Linked DNA regions of Gossypium hirsutum: region 1 is linked to region 2. The links are chromatin contacts, called in public Hi-C maps. All regions are on one chromosome and are shown on one strand. Each heading gives the region's core, a stretch centred on a gene start, on an enhancer-like site or on the middle of the called end of the contact. The rest is flanking DNA. Distances are from core to core; before and after follow the strand shown. Region 1 holds the start of LOC107943755 (probable serine/threonine-protein kinase At1g54610). Region 2 holds the start of LOC121228204 (peptidyl-prolyl cis-trans isomerase FKBP19, chloroplastic).

The links. A called contact is a pair of places that touch in the nucleus more often than the background predicts.
Region 1: a contact with region 2 is called in a Hi-C map of leaf, with 1.7 times the contacts expected there. The contact joins the promoter of LOC107943755 here to the promoter of LOC121228204 in region 2. A contact is called at or near these places in 2 of 34 Hi-C or Micro-C datasets (both in leaf).

What each region holds. Positions count from the first base shown.
Region 1 is chrA04:81,811,012-81,815,516 of Gossypium_hirsutum_v2.1, forward strand. LOC107943755 (probable serine/threonine-protein kinase At1g54610) reads right to left here and starts at 2,145. Exons shown (of 8, transcript XM_016877548.2): 1 at 1,084-2,145; 2 at 421-721; 3 at 1-242. The coding sequence starts at 1,139.
Region 2 is chrA04:81,121,617-81,126,206 of Gossypium_hirsutum_v2.1, forward strand. It overlaps LOC121228204 (peptidyl-prolyl cis-trans isomerase FKBP19, chloroplastic), which reads left to right and starts at 2,095. Exons shown (of 9, transcript XM_041111483.1): 1 at 2,095-2,320; 2 at 2,415-2,589; 3 at 2,689-2,774; 4 at 2,872-2,922; 5 at 3,221-3,265; 6 at 3,539-3,594; 7 at 3,921-3,996; 8 at 4,072-4,222; 9 at 4,309-4,590. The coding sequence starts at 2,243. The coding sequence ends at 4,167. It overlaps LOC107898983 (transaldolase), which reads left to right. Exons shown (of 7, transcript XM_016824572.2): 5 at 1-67; 6 at 162-344; 7 at 433-827. The coding sequence ends at 678.

The DNA of each region.
Region 1 (4,505 bases), core at 895-3,394, 690 kb after region 2:
GCAACCCCATAATGAGAAGCTCCTAACAAAAGTTCTGGTGGTCGATACCAGAGAGTCACCACACGACTGGTCATTGGAACACTATCGTGAGGATCAAAATGGCATGCTAAACCGAAATCTGCAATCTTTAAGATTCCATTACTGTCAATGAGAAGATTTGAACCCTTTATGTCACGATGAAGGACACCATGGCTGTGACAATGATCAAGTCCACTTAGAAGTTGAAGCATATAGCACTTAATCTGACCAAAAATGAAAAAAGAAATTATGAACATAATGCCCAAGAAGAGACATCATTATAAATTGCAGAATAAAGGCGTTTAGGTGACTGTGGCACCATGTTGCATCTTGATACTGCTCCATTAAGAGACACTATTGAACAGCAGCAAGAAATAACTAATAAAACCATTTTAAGATTACCTGAGGCTCGGAAAACTTGATTCCAGGAAGAGATGCAAGTCCCACAAGATCATGTTCCATATATTCGAAAACAAGGTATAAGCTGCATGACGTATGGGATGTGATCAAGCCTTCCAATTTTATAACATTTGGATGATTGAGTCTTCGTAAGAGATTAATCTCCCTTGCCATAAACTTCACACTCTCAGGGTCATGATTATCAAACCGCACTTTTTTCAAAGCCACGAGTTTATTATGAACGACATCACGTGCCTTGTACACACTACTATAAGTTCCTTGGCCAATCTGCAAGAATGAACTACTATCATACAAAAAAACCAAATGAAGGAAAATGAGAATATCAACATGGGAAATGGAATTCATATATTAAGATGAGTTTCTCTGACAAACTAAATCACTATGGACCCTCCTCCATAATACAATATCTTCAAAGACATGTCTTGATAAAAAGGGCCAACTATCAGACTAGATCTTCTTCATTGTTCACCAAAAAACAAAAGGGCCTTTGCTTGTTGGAACTAATTACTCAGGTCAAATTGAATATTCAACTAGGCAAGCTAATGAGAAAATGTAAAGCATCATTAGCCAGTTGTTCATTAGACATGATGAACATGGATCAAGATTCAAAAAAAAAAAAAGAGTAAAAAGAGGATCAAAACCTACTTTATCCAACTTTTCGAAGGTGTTGGCCCGTCGGGGTATCCATCCCTTGAGAGCATCACTAGCCACAGCAACAAGCCAAGAAGGCCACCCTGCTGCAACCTGTTCACCTTTTATACTATTCAACACCCTTCCTGAACCAGGATGAAGATGATGATGACCAACAGTAATTGTATTTGCAACCTCACAGTTCTCCACCTTATTAATTGTCTCAATCACCTCGAACTTATCAATAATCCTCTCCTTCTCAGCTCGATCATTATAACAATAACGATTGGAACCACTGGTTTTTTTATCAATCAACAACACTTTCACATCACCACCATCGTATTTATCCTTTGATCCAACACTATCCTCTCTTCTTGACGAATCGGCTCGTGGAACAAGCTTATCCAACGACCCTTTTCGCCTCAGCTTCTCTTTGTGATTCTCACGACTATCTTCGACAGCCGCAGACTTGGAACTCATACAACCCATGTTTCTATATGTACAGAAATTACAATCGCCTAAACAACAAATAACCTACTTTAACAATAAAATTTGCTAACTCTAAGAGAAATCCAATCCATCAAATACACCCAAAGTTGAAGAATTTTGGACTGCAAGACCGACACCAATCGAAAAGCTTTTATCTTTCAATCCTTTTTGAACAATTCAAAGTCACCCACCAAGACCCAAATTTTTCCAAATCAGAGTATCCCACAAGTAAACGTCAATATCGGGGCATCAGAAAACAGAGAAAGAAACAATAAAAAAGAAAACCAGAAGAAATTCAAAGCAACTGACAATCTGGGAAACAAATGAAATAGAGAAACTTTAACTAATCGCGAAGGAAACTATTATTGCTGGTCTTGGATTTTTTATTTTTTATTTTTTTTGGGGGGGGGGGAATAAACGCGTAGGCACAAACGTGTTAAGAAAGTAGATTTTGGATTCAACAAAGGAAAAACAAAAAAAAGGAAAGGAGGTTTTTTTTTTTTTTTTGCCTTTGGGTGGGCTGAAGTGGAGGGGTGTTTGAATGAATGTTGCATTGTTGCATTTAACGCGTTAAGATTTGACAACTATACTGTGTATGTCTGGTTTTTTTTTTTTCTTATTTAATAATAATAATAATGTATTAGGGCAGGCCTAGGCCTACCACTAATTTATTCACACTCGAAACCATTTTTGACCTTGTGAAATATCCCAATATCCGTGATTCTCTTTATATTTCTCTTTATTTCGGCCTTTGGGTAGTTCCCATTTTCCTTTTATTTTAACCCTAACTCTTGTTTGTAAACGATTAGAATATCTCAAATTGTTTTCTTTAAGTTATTTATTATATGTAACCCTTTGGTTATGAGATCTCATAAAAATAATTATGTTAATCCAATTCTTTTGAAAATAATCTTTTTTAATAATTGTATAAACATAAAGATCAGATCACGACATTACATCTTAAATATTTAACACGTAAATTATCATTTAACTTATAATAAAACTCAATAAGCTCAAAATTATTTAGACAATTCTAGGACTGCATGACAAGACTTCAATCACATCCATACACCTTAACTCAGCTACCACTTCTACTTACCATCTAGACGCATTGGGACACCCATACCCATATTAAACCCATAAGCTATTCACTTATTTACCAAAACTGTACTAAACCCCTCTTAGTCTCTCCACTCCACTACTCTCTCACCTAAACCACTCTAAATGGCTCTTCACACCCTCTTGTGTAGGGAAGGCAACAGGTCGAGATTAGGTGAATTTTTGCCTGCACCAATTTCAATTCAAAGGTTGATGAATCCGCCTCATTCTTTTAAAAAATATTTTACCCCAAACCTGACTCAAAAATTAATAGAAGACCCGACCCAACTCGACTTAAATTTAATTTAATTATTTTATTTTATTTTATTTTATTTTAAAGTAAGTAAGATTAATTTTTTAAGTTTAGACTTAAAAATTAATATATATTTTTTATTTATATATTTATTTATTAAAAATAAAAACTTAATATATGTATATATAAAGGCATTTTTATAAATATCCCAAAATAAGATAGAGTGGATTTCCCTCAAAACTTGACATAATTTTTTTTTCTAATTTCACTCGACTTAACTCACTCTGCATCTAATTTTTCAAAAAAAAAATTCTATTCCTAACAAATTAGGTTGAGTCGAAATCCATCAAATTCAAATTTTTTTGCCACCCTTACTCTTGTATACCCACAACTATCAACACCAAATCATGTATCAACATTATTTTATATTAATAGATTTTATGAATAAAGAAAATGTTAAAATGTTAGTATAATTTTAAATATATATTAAAAGTAAATGACACAATAACTTATTTAAACCTCTAACTTTACAAAAAAAATTATTTTAGAATTTTATTTAATTTTTTTAGTCTATTTTAACCCTTCAAAAACTTGTGATTTTTTGTTAAATCACCACAAAATGAATGAAAAAGTTAATGTTTTCTAACTTTGTTGATGTTGCATATATGTGAATTGCAACGTAAATGACACGTCGGCATTTAATTAATTTATTAAAATTTAAAAATTTAGAAAAATTTTAAAACTATTTTTAAAAAATAAAAATTGTTAAATATATATAATATTTTTAAATTTTAAAAATTTAATTAAATACCGACGTGTCATCCACGTTAAATCCACATATATGTCACATTAACAAATATTAATTTTTTCATTCAATTTGAGGTGATTTAATAAAAAATGCAAATTCAAATATTAGAAAAAGCAGAAAGAAATAAATAAATAAAAAGTTAAAATAATTTTTTTAATTTTATTAAAAAATTGATAAATTATCATAATATTGTATATAAAAAATAAGAAATCAAAATAATCCATTTTGAGTTTCAAAGTCAAGATGTGTGAGTCATAGTCCTACGTGTTGGTTCATTTTGATGACCCATTAAAAGATGACTAAAATCTGTAGGGAATTATATATTAGTAAACAGATAAGCTCAAAGTATGAATCTTGTTTTAATCAAATTTCAGTCTCTGGATTAGTTGGTATACATTGACTATCACTTATATGCCCATTTCATGGATTTCTATTCTTTACATGGAAATTCATGAAATAAATAGCTTTATTATAAAATTATGAAAGAAAAAAACTTCTATTTCCAATCTGCCATACATCAGGATACTCATAATTGATGAATTGTGCTTCTTCCATTTCATCTAAATGGTCCAACCAATGTGAGGTGGCGCGAATCCACTAGTCCACATGTTTATACTAAAGTTGCTGGGGCCAAATGTAGGCAAATAGGTGGTCAAGTTCCAATAACTCAATTTATTAAAATTCAAAATTTATAAAAAAAAATTATCTAAAATAATTTAAATTTTAAAACTCGAATTTAATTTTCTTTTAAAAAATTAATCAAATATTAAATTTATTCAAAAATTCATT
Region 2 (4,590 bases), core at 845-3,344:
AGATACCCTCATTGACAAAATGCTTGAAATGATTGGAACACCAGAAGCCCTTGATCTCCGAGGAAAGGTTACTAAACTGCAATACACATTCGTACATTCAAATATTTACTGAATTACCTGTCAAAATTTGCTTACACCATGATATGTTTACTATTTTTTAGGCTGCTGTAGCTCAAGCAGCCCTGGCATATAGGCTCTACCAGAAGAAATTCTCCGGTCCAAGATGGGAAGCTTTGGTGAAGAAGGGTGCCAAGAAACAGAGGTTGCTCTGGGCCTCAACTAGTGTCAAGAACCCTGCCTACCCTGACACCCTATATGTTGCTCCTCTCATTGGACCTGACACGGTGAGCTATCTTCTTTCTGAATAAAGTTTTCAAAATGAGTTAATGAATAATCCCATAATCTTTTCTGTCATTTTGGTGCTGTTTGCAGGTCTCAACCATGCCTGACCAAGCACTCCAAGCCTTTATAGACCACGGCACAGTTTCAAGGACGATTGACGCAAACGTGTCTGAAGCTGAAGGCATCTATAGTGCACTTGAGAAGTTGGGGATTGACTGGGGCAAAGTCGGTTCACAGCTGGAAGACGAGGGAGTGGAGTCTTTCAAGAAGAGCTTTGACAGCCTTCTCGACACATTGCAAGAGAAGGCAAACACTCTTAAATTTGTGATTTCTTAGATTTGCTGTCACTGCAAACACAATAAAAACAAGCGGGTGTTGGTTCCTGCTGTAAAAGAAAGTTGGTGAGCGAGCGTTATGTGAGACGTTGAATATTATGTAATATGAAGCAGCGAGTGTTTGTTTAATGGAACTTTTGTTTTGTGCTTTGTTTTATGGCTCCTGCTGATCAATGTAGTTGCAGATGTGGTTCTAAAGCAACAGGAAACCTTAAAAAGGATAAGGTAATAGAAATCTTGGGTGTGAAAATCAATCGCAATCAAACTTGCCAAAATATTTGTGATATTTTGGTCAACTCCTATCGTTTATGGTCAAATGTTTTTCTTTTCCTTGGTGAAGTTTTTCCAAAAAGAAAAAAGAAAAAAAGAATAAATGGAGAATATGTTACCGTACTATTTTTGTTTTTGTTTATTCCAATGGTTGACCTATATAAAAATTATTTTCTTTTTTGGTATTTTGAAAATTTAATTATAAAAATGGGTTAATTTTACTGACATCATTTTTATAACCAAGTGAGTTGTTTTGTTAGTATACTTATTAGTTTAGACGTTATAGACGTTAACTGTGAGCTCAAAATTGATGCAAAATATATTTAAAACTTGAAATTCGCGAATCCAGTTATAAACACTTGTACTTAATCATGTGGGTAACTTAAATTTGGCTTGTTAAGAAAATAATTTTTTTAAGGTTAATTTTTCGTCCGTTTTTTCATATATTAAATTCAAATTATTCATGTAGATATTAACATGTTTATAATTTAATTTATGTGTTTTAAATATACTTCTAATCAAATATAAACTATTATTTAATATTTAGGGTGAATTTGAATGAGTAGTGCGTTTAGTAGTTGTTAGTGTAAAAACATTAATAGTGGTGAGATTAAATATTATAGCGTGAGATCAAAAGTAAGCTAAACGAACTGCACCGCCTATTCAAACCTACCTTTAAATTGACAATTAAGTTGATGGAAAGACTTGATAAAATATAATTTTGATATTTTAAGGACTCAACTAGAATCATTTGAAGTTTAAGACCAATTTAGCATAGATGATAATGAGTAAAAGAATTCCACAAATGAATTTAAAATTAGGGGTGAATTGAATTGAATTTGGTTGAAATTTTTAATTTTTTTTAAACCGTTTATGATAATTCGCTTCGATTCTTGATGTTTATAATAAATTTAGGATTTAGATTTTTTTTAAAAAATCAATAACTTTTATATAACATTTTTAAAAAAATATTATATTTTTAATGTGGATAACCATGATATTTTAATTTGGATTTTATAAATGTTGTTTGATTTTCGATTTTGATGGCCGAAAAAAAAAAAGAACCTGACAGCATGCTAAAACAATTTGAAACCGGTGGCGGCCCAGCCCAGTGTCCCATAAAATCCAAAGGATAAATATTATGAGAGCGGGCATACAGCCGTAGAAGGAATGTCACAAAAAGCTGAGGCCGTTATCTTCCCGCGTACAAAGTAGACGCACTTTCTTTCTTTCTCCGTCAAAGTCTCACCGCCTTTTCTTTCCTGCTTTCGTCACGGAATTGAATACTTAGTTTGATGGCGTCGATTTCAGCAACTGGATTTCTGCCCCAATCCCTTACCTTATCCTCTGCAACTGCAAGAGCTTCTACTAGGGTACGTCATCTCCTCCCTCAATTTCCTCGTAATTAATTTCTTCTATTGACCACCCAATCCAACCCCAACCGTAATGTATCTTCTTTGATTTCAGAGACCAATAGCATGCCTTTCTGCGCAACTCCAGCAGCAGCAGCCACCATCTCAGCGGATCGAGCGAAGGAAAATTATGGTAATTGGAGCGGTTGGATTAGTCGCTCCTGCTCTCTGGGATTCTTCCAACGGAGAAATTGAGATGGCAATGGCTGCCTCTTCTGGATTTACTGATAGTACTTTTCTTTTTCTTTTAGCTTAGGGATTCATTCCATTTTATTTTTAATTTTATGCATTTCATTTGCTAATCCAAATTGTTGGAATTTGGAGCACAGTGCCAGCACTTAGGGGAAAGGATTATGGGAAGACCAAAATGCGGTATCCAGATTACACTGAAACAGTATCAGGTCTTCAGTACAAGGTCATTTTGCTACGGAAACAATCCCATTCAATGTTAATTTTAGTTTTTAATTGGTGTATATGTTCTTATCTTGATAAAAATTCCAATGAGAATGTAGGACTTGCGGGTCGGGAATGGCCCTACACCGAAGATGGGAGATACAGTAGTGGTAAGCATCAATTTTCAAATGTTTATGTCAAAACTTAATACCTTCAAATTTAGTGCGCAACTATTATTGTTTTTGTTATTTTTGCCTAAGCTATTTCAAGCAGTTTATGGGCTACGAACTATATACTGTAGGTTGATTGGGATGGTTACACTATAGGGTATTATGGCCGCATATTTGAAGCTCGAAACAAGACCAAAGGCGGTTCCTTTGTTGTACATAACGCTTCCCGTCCTAATTCTGCATGTCATTTTAAATTAGTTGATTATTTCATGATATTATCTGGGTTTAAAACATGCAGGGAGATGACAAAGACTTCTTCAAATTTAGACTTGAATCCCAAGAAGTGAGTAGTTGGTTTTGCTGAATCAGATAATAGTGTTCTCCATACAACTCATGAATGTTAAAGATAATATAGTTCTAACTCACCTTTTTCTTGTTTTTGTGATCTAAGCTAATAATTTAGTTTTAAGGATTTATGATTGTCTAAGGTCTCTCAATTAGTACTTTTTCTTCCTTTTTAAATTTATAAGCCACATCCAAAGTACAATATTATATTGAGATACAAATATAAAGATGAAACCTTCAAAATAAGATTTTCTCCTTATCAATTATTCAGGTGATTCCAGCATTCGAAGAAGCAATTACAGGAATGGCTCTGGGTGGTGTTAGAAGGTGCTTGTTCTGCTTTTCTAATGCATATAATCTTGTTTACTGTATTCACACATTGCGTACTCCACTTTGTAATCTTGTGTCCTGTGGCTACCAACATTAAGTGTGTCAAATAAAAGATGGGCTATTGATCAATGGTTTCAAGTGCATTTCGCTCCTTTTACTAAATCGAGCTAAATATTTTTGCGGTCTGAGCTATAAAACTTCTTTAACTTGTTGATGCAGATGCATGATACTTTTTTATCATGAAAAGAAAACAAGGATTAAGTAATTTCTTTTCTGCGATAATATTGTATGCAAATTTCACAGTTTACTTCACAGTGATGCAGGATCATAGTTCCACCAGAATTGGGATATCCCGACAATGACTACAACAAAAGTGGCCCCAAACCAACAACCTTCTCTGTAAAATTCAAGTCTTTGATCCATTATGTTGTATTCTTTTGTTCATATGATGACTGTTTTCGGTGCCTTCCGCAGGGTCAACGAGCTTTGGATTTTGTGCTAAGGAACCAAGGGCTTATAGATAAGACCCTACTGTTTGATATTGAACTCCTCAAAATCATTCCAAATTGATTTCGGCTCAAAGATCATAATGGTCTAAACATTTAGAGACTGAAATTATGTTGAGGTTAGATTTCGTGGATATTTTATGCTTTTGAGCTGGTCATAGGTTCATTATCATACAATGGATCACGAATCACGTTTTTGTTCCAGGGAAGTTTTCTCATGCTGTTAAAACTACTGGGAATTGAAGTCAGCCATGGAGTGAAAATATTGGATAACATTGAGCAAAGAATGTGAAGGATCTGTTCAAAGAAAGCAGTGTGGCCATGTCTCATTCATTAAATTCTAGCTATTCTTGAAATAAAGAATTAGTCTGCAAATTGTTTTTTTTTTCGTTTTTATATCTTCCCAGCTGAACCACGATGGTGTGGAAAAAGATGAGGTTGTCCACTCTGTTCAAAATTTGTTATGATCCAAATCCTCATTTTAGTG